Regions from separate parts of the Gossypium hirsutum genome. Here regions 1 and 3 are each linked to region 2. A link is a contact called in public Hi-C data. All regions are on one chromosome and are shown on one strand. Each heading gives the region's core, a stretch centred on a gene start, on an enhancer-like site or on the middle of the called end of the contact. The rest is flanking DNA. Distances are from core to core; before and after follow the strand shown.

Evidence for each region. Hi-C and Micro-C count contacts between places; a contact is called where the count stands out from the background.
Region 1: a Hi-C map of leaf shows a contact between it and region 2, with 1.7 times the contacts expected there. The contact joins the promoter of LOC107898302 here to the promoter of LOC107945745 in region 2. A contact is called at or near these places in 7 of 34 Hi-C or Micro-C datasets (callus, hypocotyl, leaf and 1 more).
Region 3: a Hi-C map of leaf shows a contact between it and region 2, with 2.6 times the contacts expected there. The contact joins the promoter of LOC107899683 here to the promoter of LOC107945745 in region 2. A contact is called at or near these places in 5 of 34 Hi-C or Micro-C datasets (callus, hypocotyl and leaf).

The regions. Positions count from the first base shown.
Region 1 is chrD04:23,950,973-23,953,672 of Gossypium_hirsutum_v2.1, forward strand. It overlaps LOC107898302, which reads right to left and starts at 1,281. Exons shown (of 4, transcript XM_041091276.1): 1 at 593-1,281; 2 at 413-475.
Region 2 is chrD04:24,193,587-24,196,286 of Gossypium_hirsutum_v2.1, forward strand. LOC107945745 reads left to right here and starts at 1,327. Exons shown (of 4, transcript XM_016879851.2): 1 at 1,327-1,980; 2 at 2,225-2,274. The coding sequence starts at 1,720.
Region 3 is chrD04:24,445,859-24,448,558 of Gossypium_hirsutum_v2.1, forward strand. It overlaps LOC107899683 (60S ribosomal protein L6), which reads right to left and starts at 1,414. Exons shown (of 4, transcript XM_016825456.2): 1 at 920-1,414; 2 at 723-829; 3 at 1-18. The coding sequence starts at 1,176.

The DNA.
Region 1 (2,700 bases), core at 31-2,530, 240 kb before region 2:
ATTTTCCCTTATCTAAGAAAGCCCACGAAAACTTGAGGGTTTGGAGTGGTAAGCCCTTGGGGGAGTTCTCAGTCAGAAGTGGCTATAAACTATAACAAAAAGGTACTTTCTTTCCTAATAATGCTCAAATAGAGACCAATATTATAGATTTTTATAAAAAGTTATTGGCACTACATCTTCCCTCCAAGATTAAAATTACAATGTGGAAATTTTCTTGGAATTTTGTTTCCACTTTCGTTAATCTAAGGCTGAGACAAATTCCTGTTGAAGAGCTATGTCCTAACTGTCATGGAGTTGCAAAGAGCACTGACCACATTCTTAGGGAGTGCCCTACATCAACTGAGACCTAGGTTAATTTTGACCTGTTATGGGTTTCTTCAAATTTAGTACGGAATAGTTGGGAGTGGCTAACCTGAGTTTTTAGTAATAATGCCAGTGAACAACGTAGACTGTTTTGTTGTGGAGTGTGGGCAATCTGGATAAACAGAAACAAATTAGTGCATAAGGAGAAAAAATCGTTGGGGAAGGAAATTGCAGATTGGGTATTGGATTATATGAAGGGGTTGGGCGAGATGAAGGAAAAGGAACATACCAAGCATTAAGTCCATGTAAATTGGATTCCCTAGCTTGGAGCCATTGTGAAGATAAATTTTGACGCAGCCTTTGACGGTAGTAATGCTAAATCAGCATCAGGGGTGGTGGTTAGAAATGCCTCAGGGGAGATATTGACCTTGAAAACAACTTTTCATGAGTCTTTTTTGACGGAGTTCGCTATGGAGGCCCTTGCATGTTTTAAAGGCATATTATTGGGGGCTCAGTTGGGTTCGAATCGGTGACAGTTGAGGGTGACTCGATGACAACGATAAAGAAATCCAAGTTAAACACAGCAGACAAACCAGTGATTGGAGCAATCGTTAGAGATATTCGGTAGTGCAAAAGGTTTTTTTCTCATAATAGATTTTTAATATGTTCCCAAAATAGCAAATCATCTCAAACATATGATTTCAACGGAAAGTATGAAGAAGGGAGAGGAAATTTACCATGAAAGAGATGTTTCAGGGTTCGTCAAGGAAGCGTTGGATCGGAGAAGACCAAGGGCACCAGATTGAAGTTTTGACCTCTGTGAAACTCGGTTAGGGAAAGGAACAGGCAGGAGAAATGAAAATGTTATTTTGGAAACCTGCCTTAGGAGATTGCAACCTACAAAAAGCAAGGGATAAGGGCATTTATTTTTTGGGTGGTTGCAAGCTATATCTGATTGGGTTTTGTTTGTTTCTTTTAATTTTTCTGGTTTATTGGTTGGTAGTTTTTTAGGGTATTTTAATTGAGTTTTATGGGTTTGGCCGGTTTTATTTCTATTCGGCCTGGCCTTTTTTGTTTTTTAGTTTGATTTTGGACTATGTATTTGGTTTTTTTATGTTATTAAAGGCCCAGTCTAGTATTTTTTTAGAAAAAAAATCTACACAATTCTTATCACTAAATATTCAATGCAATATAATTTTTACTTTTAAAAAATGTATAACATGAAATATAAAACAATTTTAAATGGAAAACAATCCATTGTCTAGAAATTAATTTTTTTAAAAAAAATTGATTGCACAAAAATAAAAAATATTAACTTTTGGAAAAAAATGATTAAAATTGTAAAAAAAAGAAAGAAAAAGAAAAAATGATTGTTTATAATTTTAAAAAATTAATTATTTTAAGTAAATTAATTAAAGTGAAATTAAATTGAAGAAGATAGTAGATATAAACAACTGTATAATAATTTGTTATCTTTAAAATTTAATGACATGAAACTATTAATTTATTGGTGCCTAAAAACTATACTTTCTAGGATGATCCTAATATAACTTATTCCCTTTATTTTAACCCTTTATAACAAATTTCACTTATAACAACAACAAACATAATTATGAAGTATATATATATTTTTATTAAATTAGTTCTTTTATAAAAACATATTGCCTAAATTTTTTAAGTAAAATTATAACTATTTCATATAAGTAAGCCCATTAATTATAATTTACTAAATAAACATGATATCAATTAAAATATTATTTTAATAAAATATTTATATTTCACATAAAAAAAATATTAATCCCATCTTATTAAATGAAAATAATCTTTAATGAGTGAAGTTAGAGATAACAATTCCCCTTAATAATATTTTTTTAAAGAATTCTAATTAATATGATACACTTTCTAACACTAAATTAATTATCCTTAATAATATTTAACCCTAATTAGTTTTGACTAATTAAATAAAATTAAAAATAATAATAATAATACAAGGTTTATGCTTTCTTCAACTAGATTTATGATTTATAGTAAGCTGCGTTAAAATTTAGAATTTTAAGGAAAGTATTAAAGTAGAATAAGGTCTAAAGGGGTCTAGGATTTTAGAATTTTATAAAAAAAATAGATTAAATTCAGTGTTAAAAATAATAATAAGAGTGAATTTGATGTTTCTTAATATACTTTGTTATTCATGCAATCTAAAAAAATGATGTAGTGTGTATTAGGTGCCTAAATCTGACTTTTTTAGGATCATTCTAGTTAAAGTTAAACTCTAATAAAGATATGAATGACATTTTTAAAAAAGTTAAAAAGAAAAATTCCAAAAGAAATTACCCAATACTTTAGACCCACATGTTAGAAAAAAACTAATGAAATATATATTTTTCAATTATTTCAATA
Region 2 (2,700 bases), core at 77-2,576:
CGAGCAACATTAAGGTGTCTCATGGGGCTCTCGTTTTGTTAAAAGGTAAAAGGACCAATAACCTTTATATTTTGGAAGGTTCAACACTGACCGGTGAAATCAAGCGTCTCTCGTCCATTACAGAGTCGAAGTCAACTAGTTTGGAGCGGAGGCAACTTAGTCATAGGAGGGAAAAATGTATGAACATTTTGTTGAAGAGATGTTCTCTTTCAGATACAGGTTTTGAAAAGTTAAGGCGCTGTGTTCGTGAAAATCAAACTCGAGTTAGTTTTGATTTGGCAGTGCACAAGTCAAAGGCTAGAGGTCTTCTTGCTTTTAAGCACAAATTCGACTCAGTTAATTCCCTACATTGTTCAAGATAGGCCGATGGCAAGTTTTGGCAAAGATGGTGTTGTGGAAATATGAGTCAAGGTGGAGATTTGTTGAGTATGCCTCATATTTCAGTCAAATTGTAGAGATAATCTCCCAGTTAAACTCTATTTATTTGTTTCAGTCGAACTTTGATTAGTCTAGATTAGTTTATTATTATTTGACCTACGAATTTAGCCTATAAAGAGGCTCTTTTATAACCTTAGAAAAGACATCCATTAAAAAATTAAAACTCATAACACTTTTGGTAAATTTTGTGTTTACGTTTAGAGGGTTCTTTATTTTCGAGTTTCGCGGTTTAGTTTTTATCTCTATCTTTTGTAGTCTTCATTCTTTTGCCATTATAGTAAAATTATCTTTCTTCGTAATTTTTTATCTTCTTTGGAGGGATTTTTTCACGTTAAATTTGTGTGTTCAAATTCTCAATTTCTTCTGCTATTTTTACTTATTCGTTGCTTAATCAGGTCTATCCCCAACACATATGTTGCAAATAAAAATAAAGTGATTTTGACTAATATAGAGAGGTCTCTAACTTTTGTCAAAGTTAAAAAAATATTATGTTAACAACTCGATGGATTAACGAAATTTTTAACATCTGTGACTAATTCAAATAATTATATTAATTAAAGTGACTAAATTGAAAAGAAATTAAAGTTGCCAAAATAGGAACAACGGTAATTTAAGATGACTTGCAGTATAATTTACCCTTTAAAATTAGAAAAAAAATGATTAAAAAAATATAGGAATTGAAACACTTTATTTATCTAGGATATATCGAGAAGAATAAAAAATAGAATAGAAAAAAAAAGGTAGAGTTAATATAATTTTTTAAAAATAAAAAGGGGGGCATCAATTAACAGATCAGAGTCGTTGCTGTTAGAGAGGAGAAGAGAGGGACCCACCAATCTCATCCAAAAAGTATAAACGATAAAACTACCCACTCCCATCATTTGGTTTCTCCCCTCGTTTCCACCCTGGCCTTCCCCTCCCGATTCCTCCACCGTTTACCTTCTCAACCGGTTACCACCTTCCCACGTGCTCCCCACGTGCATCACCCCTTCTTCCCCTTTCTGTGGTGCAACAAATAAAAGTTAGAGAGAGAAACAAATTACTGAATAATATTAAAAAAATTAGTAGTAATTATTATAAATATTTGGGTTTTGCATTTATTTTTCCATATATTCTCCTTTCTTTTATTTCTCTCTCAAAGCAAAATCAGACTTTTTTTTTTCTTGTCTTTGCCTTGTAAAGATTGATTATATCTTGCTTAGCTTTGGTTTGGTTTCCTTGAGTGTTTTGTTTTTTTATTTTCTCGAGAGAGAAAGAAAGGGAAAATCTTATCTCGCATCGATGAGGATCAGGAAAAGACAGGTTCCGCTACCTTTCTCTTCCATTTCACCAGTACCCCTTTCATCAGATCCCAACTTTAACCGCCCTCCGGTAGCGGTGGTGCAACTCCCGCTACGGCAGCAACAACCACCCACTCCTTGCTGCTTTGATCCTCACTACCCTTCTCAATCTGATCATCCGATCGGCCAAGCACTGCCAACCCAACCCCGTGATGGAACAACACATGGAAAACAACTCACGAAGAACAAACAAGACTACTTGGTTAGTTAGTTCAATGATTCAATCCTTACAAACAACTAAATAGTACATCTTATTTCCTTTCTTTCATTTTTATCATAGTTTTAACTTTGTTTCTGAGACTGCACTAGTGTTCAACGTAACAAAAAGAAATAAAGCATCTCTTGTTTGAATTCTCTTTTTACTTTGATTAATTTGCACCCATGAAAGTTGCATCAGGTAAAATTACAAACTTGCTAAGTGGGACCTTTTTTATTTCTTTTTGTAGGTTTTGAAGCCTGGAGGAGAAGAAGAAGAGGAGAAGATTAATGACACCAGGTAAGAACTGAAGGGCTAAAAAAGTTTAAATTAAAAACAAAAACCAAATTTCTTCTGTTATTTCATAAAATCTTGTAGTAAAAAGGTGAAAAAAAAAAGAAGGGTCTTGATCTTAACTTTTTAACCAACACCAACACTAAAATGAAAGAATTCTACAAAAATGAAAATAATACTGTAACTGGAAATACTGTTTTTAGGTGTTTTTATTTCAGCTTTGGCTAGCAACCATACCTTCCTATCTAATCTAATCTTTTTTTCTTTTTTCTTTTATCTTCAATTTTGGTTAACTAATATATATGTCCATGCGGTGCACGTTAGCATCGGATGCTGGTCCCCGTCTCAACTCTCAACCAATGTTATTTACATCTTGCTCCATGTTTTGCACTAATTTCATTCATTTTTTTCCATTTTTTTTCTTTAAAAAAA
Region 3 (2,700 bases), core at 164-2,663, 250 kb after region 2:
CATTAATCTTGAATGGTCCTGCATTGAAATGAAATCCCCAAATTTAAGCAAAGATCATGGAAGAATTACGAATTCATGGTGAACAGCCAACACACATAGTGATAGCCTATCCCCATAAGCCACAAGATGCAAATGTATATGCTGCAAACAGAAGTGAAATACAAGCAAAAAAACTAACAAAAACCATGGAAAATAAACTAATAGATATCGCGTGGTGATAGCATATCCCTATATACCACAAGAGGTGAATGTAGATACTTGTATACTAAACATTCGCATGAAATATGAATAAAAAGCATTGTTTTTCAGAACCACATTAGTCGATCTCCAACTCATTGAATGTCAAACAAGTTTGTGTCACAATGCTAAAATAAATAGGCACAAGAATGAAAATGTAATGCAGCATATGCTTCTTCCATATAAACAAACAATTCATCTAAGCGTCAATCCCAATGCTGAAGGCAGACACTAGAGAATCCAGATTGTGGCATAGAGGAATAAATAAAGGCTTCTCACCATTTTGATATCACTCTTTATTGTTAAAATATAAGCTGCAATTGCTTTAAATTTACGCTTTCAAATTTAGCACTTTCAATCGATCAATAAAATTTCCACATAAGCATTCAGCAAAGATGAACAGTGTTAATAACTGAGGGGAAGGAGTAGATTTATGCAAAATGCATGTTTTAGAAACTAACAGATTACGAAATATAAAAGCTCACCAGTAACCAAAAGAAGCCCAGAAGTAAGTTGCTTCAAGAAAACAATTCTCTTCCCCATAAATCTTCCAGCCAACAAAATCAAGACTGTCCCTGGAGTAATGCTTGCTCTAAACACATAATAAAGAAGCCCAACAATGAGAAACACATTTTCAGAAAGTCTACAAATAAATAACCAAATAATCATTTCAGAAAAGAACCTGAGCTTGGTGGGTTTAGGCTTGCGCTTATTAAGTAGCGGCTTCTTGACATCTTCAGCGGGGTAAAATTTGGGAGCCTTCTCGGGGGCGACGGGTGCTTTAGGCTTGGGGTCATGGCGGGGGAAGACGCCACCGTGTTTGGCCTTGATAGCCCAAAGGCCGCGCTTGTGGTACATCTTAGACCTGGAATACTTGCCTACGCCACGTATAAGATCTGGGTTTCGGGTCTTAACAGGGGTCTTCCTTTTTGCTGCCATTTCCTCTCTGAACCCTTTGCTCTGCGGCGGCTGCTCTTCTTGGTTGGGAAAGATCGATAAGAGCAGAACCCTAAAACGCTTATTGCAAAATGGGGGGTTTTATCCCTATTTTCTTACAGGCCTTGTGGGTGTGGGCTAAAGGTCTTCGCTTGTTTTGGGTTCTTCGAGCAATTAGATGATCTCATACTGTTTCAGACATGCTTTATCTCAAACCCACAACATTTGACAACACCTTTTTTTCTATCATATTATTAAATTAACATCTAAATATAAATTTAATTTAATTTAAAATAAATTAGTTATAACCAGGTCATATTTATTATTATTAATAATCATGTAATATTTTTTAATAATAATGTTAATGTAATTTATATAATAATTAGTAGAAGCAGAACTTCTCAAGTAATATTTTTGGTAATGACTTATTTTTTGCCGTTATCGGAAAAATGCAGTTTTGAGTCGGAATGTTTTGAAAATTTTTATTAAATCAATAAGTTCAGGGGACAAAGCCGAGAATAATGAGTAGGATCATTAAGGGAATTATTAAGGAAATTAGTAATTGATTTAAAAGTTAGTAATTAAAGTGAATGAACTAAATTGTGAAGCAACTAGATTTGAAGGATTAAATGGGAGATTAATCAAGGTCCTTAAAATTTAATAAAACCTTCACTAGTATATAATTAGTGGACAAGTATGATCTTGTCCATCATTTTCCACTAACTGATTCAAGGATATATTAATCAAAAGGCCATTAGATTGGTTTCGTTAAATTTATTTAAGCTTAAGTGTATATATTGGTTTTGTTAAGGTATAGGTTAACGACCATGGTTGAGCTTAATGAAGTTTAGTGAGAGAATGGAAAGAAGTTCGGGAAAATATGTGTTTTTGGATAGCTTTCATATTTTTAGAAACATACTCTAAAATTGGATTTAAATTTGAATGCATAGATTACGAGTTATGTCAATTTCGGATATTAGAAATCAAGTGTAAACAAGTTGTGTTTTCATGGTCACTTGTTTAATTTGTTGCAGGTGAAACAATAAATTGTGCCCCTTTTAAAAAAATATATAAAATGTAATATAATAAAAGTTGAAATTTTTTTGGAGCTTTAGGAGATGAAGCATTTATAGTGAAAAATTGAAAGTTTTAAGTATTCAATTAATTTATTTTATTCTAAATTTTTTCAACATTAAAAGTTGAAAAAAATATTTTTTTGGGCCCTTCCAGTCTTGGACCTTGGGCAGTTACACTCTCAAACAACTCCAGGGCCAAACTTGATTTGTTGGTCAATTAATGGCCATTCGAGTCAAGTATAATTGTTAATGGTGTATTTGTATATGTTTGAATATTTTGAGTAGTACATGAGCGAATAGAGAAAACTTAAACAAAGGAATAAGGATTTAAGAAGCTATCTACTTAGTTTAGTTGTTGTGAAAGAGATAAGTTCACTTGAAATTTACGATACTTATTTACTTGTGTTTCCACAATTTACGATATGTATTGGTTATAGGTATAAAGTGACTT